Regions from separate parts of the Capsicum annuum genome. Here region 2 is linked to region 1. The links are chromatin contacts, called in public Hi-C maps. All regions are on one chromosome and are shown on one strand. The core of a region is the stretch at or near the end of the contact, and the rest is flanking DNA. Distances in the headings are between cores, read along the strand shown.

What was found. A called contact is a pair of places that touch in the nucleus more often than the background predicts.
Region 2: a contact with region 1 is called in a Hi-C map of placenta, with 3 times the contacts expected there. The contact joins the promoter of LOC107864039 here to the promoter of LOC107864043 in region 1. A contact is called at or near these places in 3 of 5 Hi-C or Micro-C datasets (leaf and placenta).

The regions. Positions count from the first base shown.
Region 1 is chr3:28,108,943-28,115,042 of UCD10Xv1.1, reverse strand. LOC107864043 reads right to left here and starts at 3,731. Exons shown (of 2, transcript XM_016710298.2): 1 at 2,967-3,731. The coding sequence starts at 3,543. The coding sequence ends at 3,004.
Region 2 is chr3:28,276,763-28,282,862 of UCD10Xv1.1, reverse strand. LOC107864039 (gamma-tubulin complex component 4) reads right to left here and starts at 2,264. Exons shown (of 16, transcript XM_016710292.2): 1 at 1,878-2,264; 2 at 232-523. The coding sequence starts at 2,053. It overlaps LOC107864040 (U1 small nuclear ribonucleoprotein A), which reads right to left. Exons shown (of 5, transcript XM_016710296.2): 3 at 5,494-5,587; 4 at 5,110-5,198; 5 at 4,126-4,599. The coding sequence ends at 4,306.

The sequences.
Region 1 (6,100 bases), core at 2,482-4,981:
GATAAATTCTTCAAGTGAAGCAAATATCAGTTCAGTGGGCAACCAAGTAGCATATAATCAGTAATATCAAATTCCTTAATAATTCTGTGCTTCATCCCTGCCCATTCTCCTATGACAACAACATACCAGTGTAGTCTCACAAAGTGGGGTCGGGGATGGTAGAATGTAAGCAGACCTTACACCAATTGCAGAGGTAGAGGACTGTTTCCAATAGACCCTCATTTCAAGGAAAAAGAGACCAGGAAAAGAATGGACAGAAATAAATACCTACAATTAATGTAAATCTTCTAGAATATTCTACAATTAAAGTCTAAATATATTGTACCATATCTAGAATATCTCAACAGTATTTACCATATCTCAAATTTTCTTATTATGTTTGTTTCTTATTTCATTTACACTCCTATACAAACTAAGCGACAGAATAATTTGCTTTCCAGCAAGCTAAGCTTCAATTACTTCCTCTCCAAATCCACCTCTAGTTAGGTAACATCATTAGATTTTAACACGAATTTATATATTCGGGTTCGATAGAAGAAGTTATACACGTTTTACCTAAGAAGATGAAATATTTCTAAGGGTTGATACACCCTCATTGAGTGCGATGGATGCCCAATGCACTGAAGTTCACCGCTATGGTAACTGTCCTGCAATGAAGAATATTAGAGACCCATGAGATTTTTTTCTTAGTGTGGGATGGTACCAGTCACCACGATGTGATTCTCAACACGGTAAGGTTCACCACGATGGGCACTGTGCAGATGGCACTGTGGCGTACTGCCCAAGTACGATGATGACTGTGATTAGATGAAAGTCAGGAGCCAGTCCAAAATTACAAATATGACCTAGTCTGAAATTTTCCAAAATTTACACTTGTTCTACGCTTTTGGGAGCTCTAGCACGAGTATTCTCTCATCTCAGCACCTCCCTACACCACAGTTAAAAGAATACACCCACCCCCACCCCCACCCCCACCCCGTTACTGAATGTTTCTCCACCAGTTAAAATGTGACCTACTACCCTACTTAAAATTCTTAACCAAGAATTCAACCATGTTTTCTCTGGAAAAGCAGACAAATATAACTCTCTTACTAATCATCGTGTCTTGTTAAACAAGGATGGGGGAATGGTCTTTGGATTTCTGTCATCAAAGATGAATTTTAGATCAAGCTCTTATTTTGGTTCTTTTTCCTTATCTCATTCTTTCATTTAATTTTAGGCATGAAATACTTAGAGGTTGACCTTGTAGAGGATTAACAAAATATGCAAAAGCGTACAGAATAACATCACAGGGCACAGCCATGGGATGAGTATCAGCTTCAAGGCTCACGCTACTACAGATGACTTGAGGAGCAAGCAAGTAATGCTTCACGGATCCTCCTCACAAATTCCATAAAAAATCAATCTACCTAATCTGCTGAATCCTGAGCATCTTCTGACAAGCATAGAGATATGCAGATGCTTATACACACACACTAAGGGGGAATAAAAGGAACACCCAAAACTGAAAGTGACCAACTATTTATTGATAAACACCCTAACAAATGATCAATAAGTGCAATTACTGTTCACAACAAGACCTTTATATTCATATTTGGCGGTGAGTAGGGCCAGGAAGGACGAAGGGAGACTTTCTTCCACATATTTAAATGCCGGAGTGGCGGCAAAAAGGAATCCTCGCGCTTCTCATTTAGTTATGAACGGAAAAAAAAAAGGAACTGTAAGAGTTACCCTGATTTCCATCAGATATTAGACAAAAGGAAATCACCCGTTACCTTGATTTCCATCAGATATTAGACAAAAGGAAATCACTTTCCCGGGTACAAAAACTAAAAAGAGGTCATCATAGAAGAGTACTGGATTGTAGATTAAATACTGATCAGATTTACTTTTGGCCATGTCTATCTGCTAATGATCAATTATTCCAACACACCATTTCTTTTCCTGATACGTGACAGCTTTATCTAGTTGATTAAATAAGGGAAGCTTCAAAATGTTCCTTCAACTGCTAACAATGTCACAAATCAAGGTACCTAAACTGCTATGAATCAGATCCAGCCCAATACAGTTGCACACAAGGGTATCAGACAAATGGATATTGGGCTGAGAAGTAGAAATTGGGCCAGGCCCTCACAAAGGTTAATTTGGGATCCAGGCTGACGACACAATAAACAGTAAAGGGTATCACTCTGCGTAGGAAATGTAAATTATGTGCTAAGGTTACTCATCCCCCATTCTTCTGGCATCTCATCCTGTTCTAGTACCTCTCCCTAGGTCATTCTGCTGGCATCTCATCCCCTTCTGGTACCTATTTCTAGTTACATTACTTTCATGCAATTTCCATTGAAGTAAGCTATTTTAATTGTGATTGCACTTAAAGTTTTATTAATACCAGTTGATAGTTTGAGCTACTGTTTCATTGAATTAGTTACTGTAACATAAACAATACAAAAATTCATGAAATTTGTAGTGCTTCATCATAAATTTGTGCACCAGGCCGCCCTTTTTAAACATCTAATAAGTTCTTCAAGTGAATCAAATATCAGTTGACAGACGAATGAAGTAGCACATAATCAGAAAAATCAAATGCCTTCATAATTTTGTGTTCATTGTTGACCCTTCCTCCTTTTAATCTATTATCATTTTTTCTTTCATAAACGAGCAAATTATCATTACCACAAAACAATGCAACAACTTATCCAGCGTAGATTGTATACCAAAAAAAAAAAAAGTCCATAGCAGTACAGAAAAAGGAATAATGGAAATGAAGAAGCCGTGGCAAAATACTATAGACAACCTAACAAATCATCCTGAACAGTAATTACAACAAGACACGATAATCAAAGCTCAAAAAACAACAGATAGTAACTGAACTCAACGTACAAGAAACTGCAATAGTAATACTACGACTAATAGTACAACTAATAATCAGGGAAAGCAAGACAACACTTTACTATCTAACTAACCTCTTTCAGCAAATTCCATCATCCTTTTTGTACGCAGCTAAACAGAAGACACAAGATGACTGTTTCGAATCTTCAAAATTTCTCCACTGTTATTACAATTCAATCCACGTCCACATTGCGGACAAATCAGAAAATTATCAAGTGGGAAACTCGCCGAAGCAATTCCAACAGAAAACCCAAGATTATCACCATCCTTAACAACCTCCACAATATTCAACCACAAAAAAAGTACTTTCACACTAACTCCATATAAACTCGTAAGCCTATTATTCGCTATGTATCCACCGAACTTCGATTTATACCGAAGCTGATAAGAACCTTCTAGAGCAAAACTGCAATCGCCGTTAAGATGAACACTGAACTTCCCGGTACTCTTATCCAGATTGTATCCAGTAACACCTTTTGGTAGAATTCCAATAGGGAAGCCGTAGCTTGACAGTAAGTCGTAAGCGGTGAGCGAAGTGACACCGTCGACGGCCACGTCAACGGCGGCGGAGTCAACGGTCGTAATGACGGCGGCGGTGATTAAGAGAGGAAGTGTTAGGGTAACGGCAGCGATCTGACGTGTAGTAAACATTGATGCTGGGATTTTTATATGATGAGATTTCTCTCCGATGATGCGCCGGCGATGTATATATGATTGTATTGACTTTGGGGAGGTTTGGAAAATTGTTTTTTTCTTTTCAATTATTATTTTGGCTTTTTTTTGGTATAGAAGATGCTAAGAAAAAAATAACTTTGGTCAACAGATGTTGATGTCTTGCACAGTAGTAGAACTCCTTCATTTTGTGTTGCTTTTTTTTTTGGCCAATTTTTAATTTGACTTTTTATATAAAATATTTAATATATAAGATTAAGAAATTATCTTGATATATTTTCTATAGCTTTAATTTAGAAAATTAAAAAATTTAAAATTCCTTTTTACTTTTAAATTTCGTGTCTAGTCTAAAGCAGACACAATTAAAATGGAAAAAAGTTTGTAATTATACTCCCTCTGTTCATAAATATTTGTCCACTTTTGACTTCATATATTTTAAAAAGCAATAAATAAAAGGATGATTTTGTTATGGCATCCTTTGAATATAATAATTTTTTATTTAAAAAATACAATGAGTGATGTATCATATTTAATACCAAGATAAAATAGATAAATTATTCATTAATTTCATAAATTGGACAAGTATTGTTGGGCATTTCAAAATGAAAAAAAATGAACAAGTAAAGATGGATGGAAAGATAATTTAGTTAATTAATTTGAAATACACTTATGAAAATCCACTCTAGAGTCTAAAGAGTTTAGCTCAAATAGGATTGAGATAAAATATTTTAAGTGTAAATTTAATGACGTAATATATGAGGTTTACGAAAGTCATAAGCATTTAAAAGAGGAAAGTTTCATGTATCTTGAATATGTTATTCAGACAAATGAAGATAAATGAAGGAATTGACGAGAATGTCATTCAGTGTATTTTGATATAAAATAAATAAAATAAAGGCTCATATTTTGAGTCTCGTCTAATGAACAGGTGCCGCCAAACTTAAAAGGCAACTTTTACAAAATGATCAGAAACAAAATCAAAATTTAACGTTTAAAGATTCTAAAAATTAAACTAAAAGGAATAAAAGTTGACATTAACACATATTCTTGAACATTTGAACGGAACTTGAGAAGTATTTGCAAAAGAAACGATCTGTTGTTTGAGAGAGAATGTGTTTCTTATTTATGTTCTTTTTTAAAAAAATAAAATAATTAGTTTGTAAAAAAAATCTTTATATACTGTTGGAATTTTTAAAGAAAATAATTATTGTGTAAAAAAAACTTTATGTACTGTTGGAAAAAATGTATGGTCTACGACGCCACGTGCATACAAGGTGGGAAAAACTAATTACAATTTTGAAAAAAAATCTGCACATGTATGCAGCATTATGCTTAGCAAAAACAAAAACAAAAAAAAAAAAAAGAGCACGCAAAAGAGACCATTAACAACAACTTCCTTATCATTAAGATACTGTTTGATCAGTTAAAAACTCTCACATATAAAAAAATGAAAGTGACAAAAATGAAAATATTACGATGGGTGTATGAACATACAAAAAAAGATAGAATTAGAAATTGTTGGATTCAAAATTGAAAGGGCGTCATGCAGAAACTAATAATTTACAAATCATAGAAGTGATAATTCAGACAAATAAGAAAAACATACTAAAATGCATAATATAAATATGATTTAGTCATTCAATCTACATATTAAAAGCTAATATTGAAAAAACAAAATCTAATGAAAGAAATTTATCCTAAACAAGACTCTTTAAGGACTATATTGTGAATATTATTATGTTGTGATTTGAGAGGCGTCTTCTATTTATAAAGATCTCAAAATTTTCCTTCAAGAAGGGGTTAGCCAAATATAAAAAAAATTATATTTTCTTTTAGAAAAAATAAAAGTAATTATGGTATTACTTTTATTTTTCTTTAACGTAAAATTAATACTCAAATTTGGTAAGAAAATTAAGGCAAAAACATTAGTAAATTTCTACTTTTGGACTTGATTTTCTCGACAAAACTTAATCAGCTTTCTTCATATGCATTATCTTCGTCTTCTCATAATCGTCATATTTGTTGTTTGACATACTTAAAAATGAAGCTCCTTTTGGGTTAAAAATATATGAGCTCTTCCGGGTTAAAAATATTTAAGTCTTTTACAGGGTTAAAAGTGAGCTTTATTTTCAAAAATGTAATAGTAGAATTGTTAAAAATATAATTGACAATTATCTCTACTTGTAGTTTTTTTTTGACTTCTTTTTTTACTAAAAATAATCTTCATTATCATCAAGTTGCTGCAACCTGATTAATTTGTCCTTAATTTGAACCATTAGACTCATAGAATCGTTGACCACAAACTTTGATACCAGTTGTTGGGTTCAAATAGAGAGGGAGTCATGCGAAAACTAATAGTTTACAAATTATAGAGGTGAAAATTCAAATGACAAAGTAAAACATATTAAAAAGCATATTACAGATATGATTTGGTCAAACAACCTACATACTAAAACTAATATCATAAAAAAGCATAAAACATAATCGGAGAAATCTCTCCCTAATCAAGACTCCGTAAGGACTATAATGTGGATGT
Region 2 (6,100 bases), core at 1,015-3,514, 170 kb before region 1:
CACTGGGTTTGTTGTTGTTGTTGTTGTTGAATTAAGCAAACGAAAAAGAACAATCGCCATACGGGTCTATGATTCAAATACAGAATTCCATGACAACATATTAAAGTGATGATCTACATTTCTGCTTTTGCTTGCCTCTTTTCACAGTAGACAAATAGTCATCAATAATGTGATCATAAGCAAAGAAGAACCGAAACAAAGTCTATTACATAGAGGAAACAAATGACCCACCTTATTGAGGCCTTGAGTAAGTGTTGCCACGATAGGCAGTGAATCAGACAGTAACTTTTGCTCAATGTGTAGAACAACAGACCTATAAACTGACAACACCTCAACAATACCATTCGCAATGGCCCTCCTGTACACACTGTGCTTCGATGTTTTCCCTTTTAATAGTTGGGATGTCCTCAACAGAGGTGACTCATTCGGGGACCTGATCCAACTTAAATTACGAGACTTGGCTGCAAAGCGGTCTAGCTCTCTGTAGTAAAATCCTAGAGTAATAATCCTCTCAATGACATCCCTACACCCAAACCCAAAATCACAATATGTTACAGCCAAATATTATAAAGGTAATACATCAAAGGTCCTAGCTACCATAAGAGCATTTATATGTTTAAATGATAAGTGGCTGCATACTGTTTAGCTAAATAAGCAAAGGCAGCTTAAAAATGCACCAAGATTCTAAATATTCCATTTGAAAGGAAATTAATGCTTTCTTTGACAATAATCCTCTCAAAGACATCCTGCACCTAAATCCAAAACCACAAGAAGCACCTACACTTTACAACTAAGCTATATAAATAAGGCCCAAGAAATTGTAGGAGCAATTTTATGAACTAAAGGAAGAAAACCACATTGTTATAATTGGTTTGAATGCAGATATTTCCGAAAGCAGTGAGGTTTTATATATTAACCATCAAAATGAAACAAACTTTTTCCATGTTTACAACTCCACGAGGTAGGGGGAAGGTTTGCATACCTGTGGGGATTTCACTGGATATGTTGTTGTTGTTGTTGGTCTAGCTATATGAATCCTCACTATCCATTTCCCTCCATTTGGACTAGTTTTATTGCAAACTCGACCATTTTGGGTTCTAACACTAGAGCCTCTTTACATTTTCTACCAATATACACATCTCTAAACAGTTCTAAAAAAGAAAAAAGTTGTCTTTTTTACTTTTTTGATAGCGTAAGGGTGGAGTAAGTACAGTAACAAAAAAAAGGGCAGCCCGGTGCACTACAGCTCCCGTTATGCGCAGGAAAGGGCCCTACCACAAGGGTATATTGTATGCAGCCTTACCTTGCATTTTTGCCGGAGGCTGTTTTCAAGGTTTGAACCCATGACCTCCTGGTCACATGACAACAACTTTACCAATTACTCCAAGGTGTAAGGGTGGAGTAAGTACGGTAACATAAAAATATAAAAGACACAATAAATAGCAAGCCTTTCAGCGGGTGGGATGAAAGATAAATCAAGGGCAAGCTTAAGGTTGGGTACTTACACCATCTATTGAGGTTACAAATCTCTAAACGGACTAAAATTGAATTGCATTTATGCAAATAGAAAAACAAAGTCAGAAAAAATTATTCAATTGTTGGTAGGGTAACATAGAAGACGAGAAGACAATAAATTGAGGTACACATCTCTTAAATGGACTAAAAATGAATTACATTACTCGAATAGAAAAAAGATAAAAAGGCAGCCACAGCCCAGGGAAGGGCCGGATCACAAGTGTTTATTATACCCTACATTTCTGCAAGAAGCTATTTCCACAATTGAACCCGTGAACTCCTAGAAACGTGCAACAACTTTACCAGTTATTTATTTACATAGAAGAGGAAGAAAAATAAAAAAGGGACAATAAATAGCAAACCTTTCACTGGGTTGAATGAAGGAGATATCAGGAGCAAGCTTAAAAGTGTGTTGATGAGAAATGGGTGCATCTGGTGATAAGGGAATGTGGGTCCCGGTTTGTTCTTGTTGTTCTCTAACGTCGATGATGAGATCTCCCGTGTAACCTAAGAGGGCCAGTAAGAGTTCGTGCAGCATAATTGTTGAACAAAATTGGTAAAGGTGAATTGAATTGAATTGTTTTATAATTAATACTAATTAACTGAAGAAAGAGAGAGAGTGTGTGTGTTTGTATTGAATTTTGATTTTTAGAAGTTTTGGAGGATTGTTGTGTTGCTGGAATGTGGAAGAAAAGCGGGAAAGGGTTGGAGTGCGAGTCGAGAAAATTTGGCCATTAATGCTATTCAAGTTTTCAATTAGCAAAATGATATTTTCTTTTCAAGTTTTCAATTAGCAAAATAATTTATTTTTAATTTTCATTTGTCAGATTGATAATCAATCTGTTTATATATAAGTCGGATCGATAATTGATCTGTCGGATTGATAATTGATCTGTCTATATATCTGTCAGATAAATAATAAACCTATCGAATTGATAATCAATCTATCTATATATCTATTGTCCTATCTGTCTCTGAAATGGGTCATCTCCCTAAATAAAAAAATTATGATTCATTTAATTAAAAAATAAACTTAAAAAGATCTATTTAACAAAGAGTGCCGTGAGTCCAAATTTTGACGGGTCGGGTTGTACATTATGTGGGCTTAAGAAGGAAAGTGTCCTACTATTCAAGTTTTTGCACCCTAGGAACTAAAATTAGGCATTTTGCGATACAATTTGTAGGTTCTGAAATGAAGTTTTGCCTTTATCAGTATAAGTTCAGTTGGAACTAAGCTTGCACTTAACAGTCTAACCTAGTGATTAATGAAGCGGTTGAGAACCACGAGGTCTTAAGTTTAAATTCCAACAAAGACAAAAATATTTCTCTCATCTATTCTAGTCTTAGTAGACAAAGTTACCTAGTGATTTGGACACATGGTTATCATCGCGATAATTAGTTTCAGGTAGAAAGCAACGAGTGAAGACTTGAGGTGCTTAAACACTAATTGTTTCAATAAATAGGTGATACAAACCGGATTACCCCAAAGATCTTAACTCAAGGTAATTGGCGATGTTTTAGAGATGAAAAGGAGTTTTTGTAACCCACCATGATGAGGATGGCGATGAAGGAATATTTCCCTTTAGGTAATGGCATTTAGGATCATTTTTTAGCCTATTAGCCATTTAGGGAACATAGAACAATTGAGATACTCTCCCTAGAGACTCATGAGCTAACTTGTGAGCTCGACAAAGGTTCAACCAAGTGAACAAGGGTCTGCTGGCTTAGACGCACACTCGTGGGGCGACTCTGTGTTCTGCAAGTTGAATGCAAGTTGTGTGGGCTATGTTTGGCTATGCCATATGACATAAGAAGGCGTGTTTAAGGAAGACGCTTGAGATCAAGGCCAAGGATTAAAGGTTATCCTACTCGAGCGAAGCAAAGGCCAAGTGCACATGCACGAGGCGACTGTCAAGCTTGAGAATATGACTGTGCACGTGATAGCGATGCTCAGGCCCAAGCAAGAGACAAGTATGTTTGTAGCCTTCCCTGCAAGTGCATATGGGCTAGATCCAACATATGAAGGTGCGCCATAAGAGTTGCTTATACATCGGTCATGTCAGTCGACAATGATAGAGCGGCACCAAAGGGGGCAAGCCTCTAAGGCAAGTTCCCCACAGGCACAAGAACGTGTTAAGGACCTGAGAAATGAGGAAGGCTAGTCTATAGCCAGGGAAACTATAGGCGCCACATGGGCATGCAGTGAAAAATAAGCCTGTGACAAAGGCGCCAAATACTTCAGCAATTTCTATAAATAGCCTTTTCCCGTTCTTCAAAGTTCAAATCAATTTTTCCACTTCATCCTCTTTTTTATTTTTGTTTCGTTGCGCCAGATCCAGATATTGGACAACCGGTTAAGTGTCACTGCTCAATTGGGCAATTCGTAGTCTTGTTTTCGTAAGAAACGGGCAACTTGTCAAAAACTAATTATCAGCTTAATTAAGTGTGCACAAAAATCCTCATAAATCTCGAAAGTCATTTGCGTACACTTGTTTCTCTCATCAACCATTAGCTCCTAGTTAGACTAAAGTTGAGAACTTTTTTCCTGTTTCGATACTTTCTTGAAAATGGTAAGTGGGCTATAGAAGCAAATCAAAATTACAAGGTGCATGAGGAAATTCATAAAAGCATAATATTCCAAACCAAAAAGGAGCTGTGGTACGGTGCTACTACACAACAAATACACGGGTAAATTTACCTATCCAAGGATCATAAGCTTAAAATTGCAACACCCAAATCCTAGTGAAAGATAATGTTAATTCTACAGACAGCTGCTAAAATATAGTCTATCTATTTCTTTGCATAAGTGATTAACATGGGATTGTCGGCGGTAATTTTGAATCCTTGCAGTGCTTGCATAGCAACAGTTGATTGCATCTCATCTCCATATTCTATGAAAGCAATTCCTGGCTTTGCTTCAACCATCCTAACTTCCTTGAAGCCTGGATATTGGCAGAAGAGCATTTGAAGCATCATTGGAGTAGACTGATGAGGTAGATTCTGCACAAAGAGTATGCTATTTGGAGGAGCAGGAGCCTCGGGTACTGCAGCTTTAGCTCCACCCATGTATGGCATCTGTGAGAACTGCAGCATTTGGCAAAGGGAAAAAAGTTTACGTTTTAGGAAGTTTCTTGTAAAAAGCATCTATAATCAGGAAGAAGCACTAAATTGACTACATTTTAACCTATGTGCACAAGAAGGGTATTCCCGTACCAAATTAAATCAGTGCCTCAAGATTCCACCAAAATGAAAGACAAATAGCAAGCTACTCAAGAACCCAGCTACAACTAATTAAACAAGATTTACACCAGAGATTTCTCTCCATCCTAATTCCAAGTACACAACTGCCACTTTCCATGCACCAAGGAGCACTTTCAAGTATTGCTCACGATTTCTTTCATCCCAAGAAATGTGTTGTATGATTAATTGGAAAAATTAGACATCTTTCAAAATTAATCTACATAACATCACCTGATTAACGTCGTGTAGTGCATAGTGACAGGACAAAAGATAATACAATCCCACTAATTCAATATATAAGGAGCAGAAAACAGAAACTCAACGAAGTCACTGAAAATAAGGGAAAATTCTTACAGGTGGTGCTGCACCATAAGCACCAGCATACGCAGGATTCAGACCCATTCCAGTTTGATTAGCATCTTGCTGGTCCTTTTTCTTTCTCCCTGCACGATCACAGTAAAAAATAGCTAAAAATTTTGCAATAGGCAGGTAAGTACTTTCTGCTGTTCTTTTTTATTTGGGGGGTGAGGGTGGGTTGTAAGGAGGGAGAACAGGGATGCTAATCACAGCCACAGAAGTTGGGAGTGTAAAATTTATCTCCCTATTACTATATATAGCTTAAAGTATACAGTATGCAGAAAATTTTGTGAAGTAACACATTTTAGCTGTATTGTCCAACCTTCTCTATGGGTTCAAACGTATATTGGAACTCGAAAATTTTCAAATGAAAGAACTTACCTTTATCATCTTGCCTCTTTCTTTTTTCTCTGGGAACAAAAGTGCCATCAGCTTTTGCTACAACATCAGATTTCGTCTTTGCATATTGTATTCTCTGACAGACGAATATGCTTATCAAAATAACAATGTAACCAATCTATAGTATACCAATAAAACATATAACAGTAGCTATCAAAATGGCGTTTTAAGACATAACTGAGGTAAAGAGGTTTAATTTAGGATCTAAAAAAGTGACTCCAGGTATGAAACCCCAACCTCATTAAGTATCTAAAAACAACATTAATTTTGCGTTGAGTAATCAACATATGAACATAGCATGCGCATGCAAGAACCACAAACAAAAGGTGGCCACCTAAACCCTGTAAAATGGTAGTTACTAGTTTCAGAAAAGAACCCGTAAAAATGGTAACATGTAAGTGTAGGAGTAGCGCTGCATTTAAACTCAAGTGACGAGTAGAATATGCATCTAGTACGACAACTGAAAGTGAAGGATGTATAATTTGCAAATTCCAGCTCACATGATGCTAAAGCAGCATGTATATTTCAGAATATCCTCATTTGAATGATGACAAAAACAATTTCCAGGTCGAAATATCTTTGACAAGGA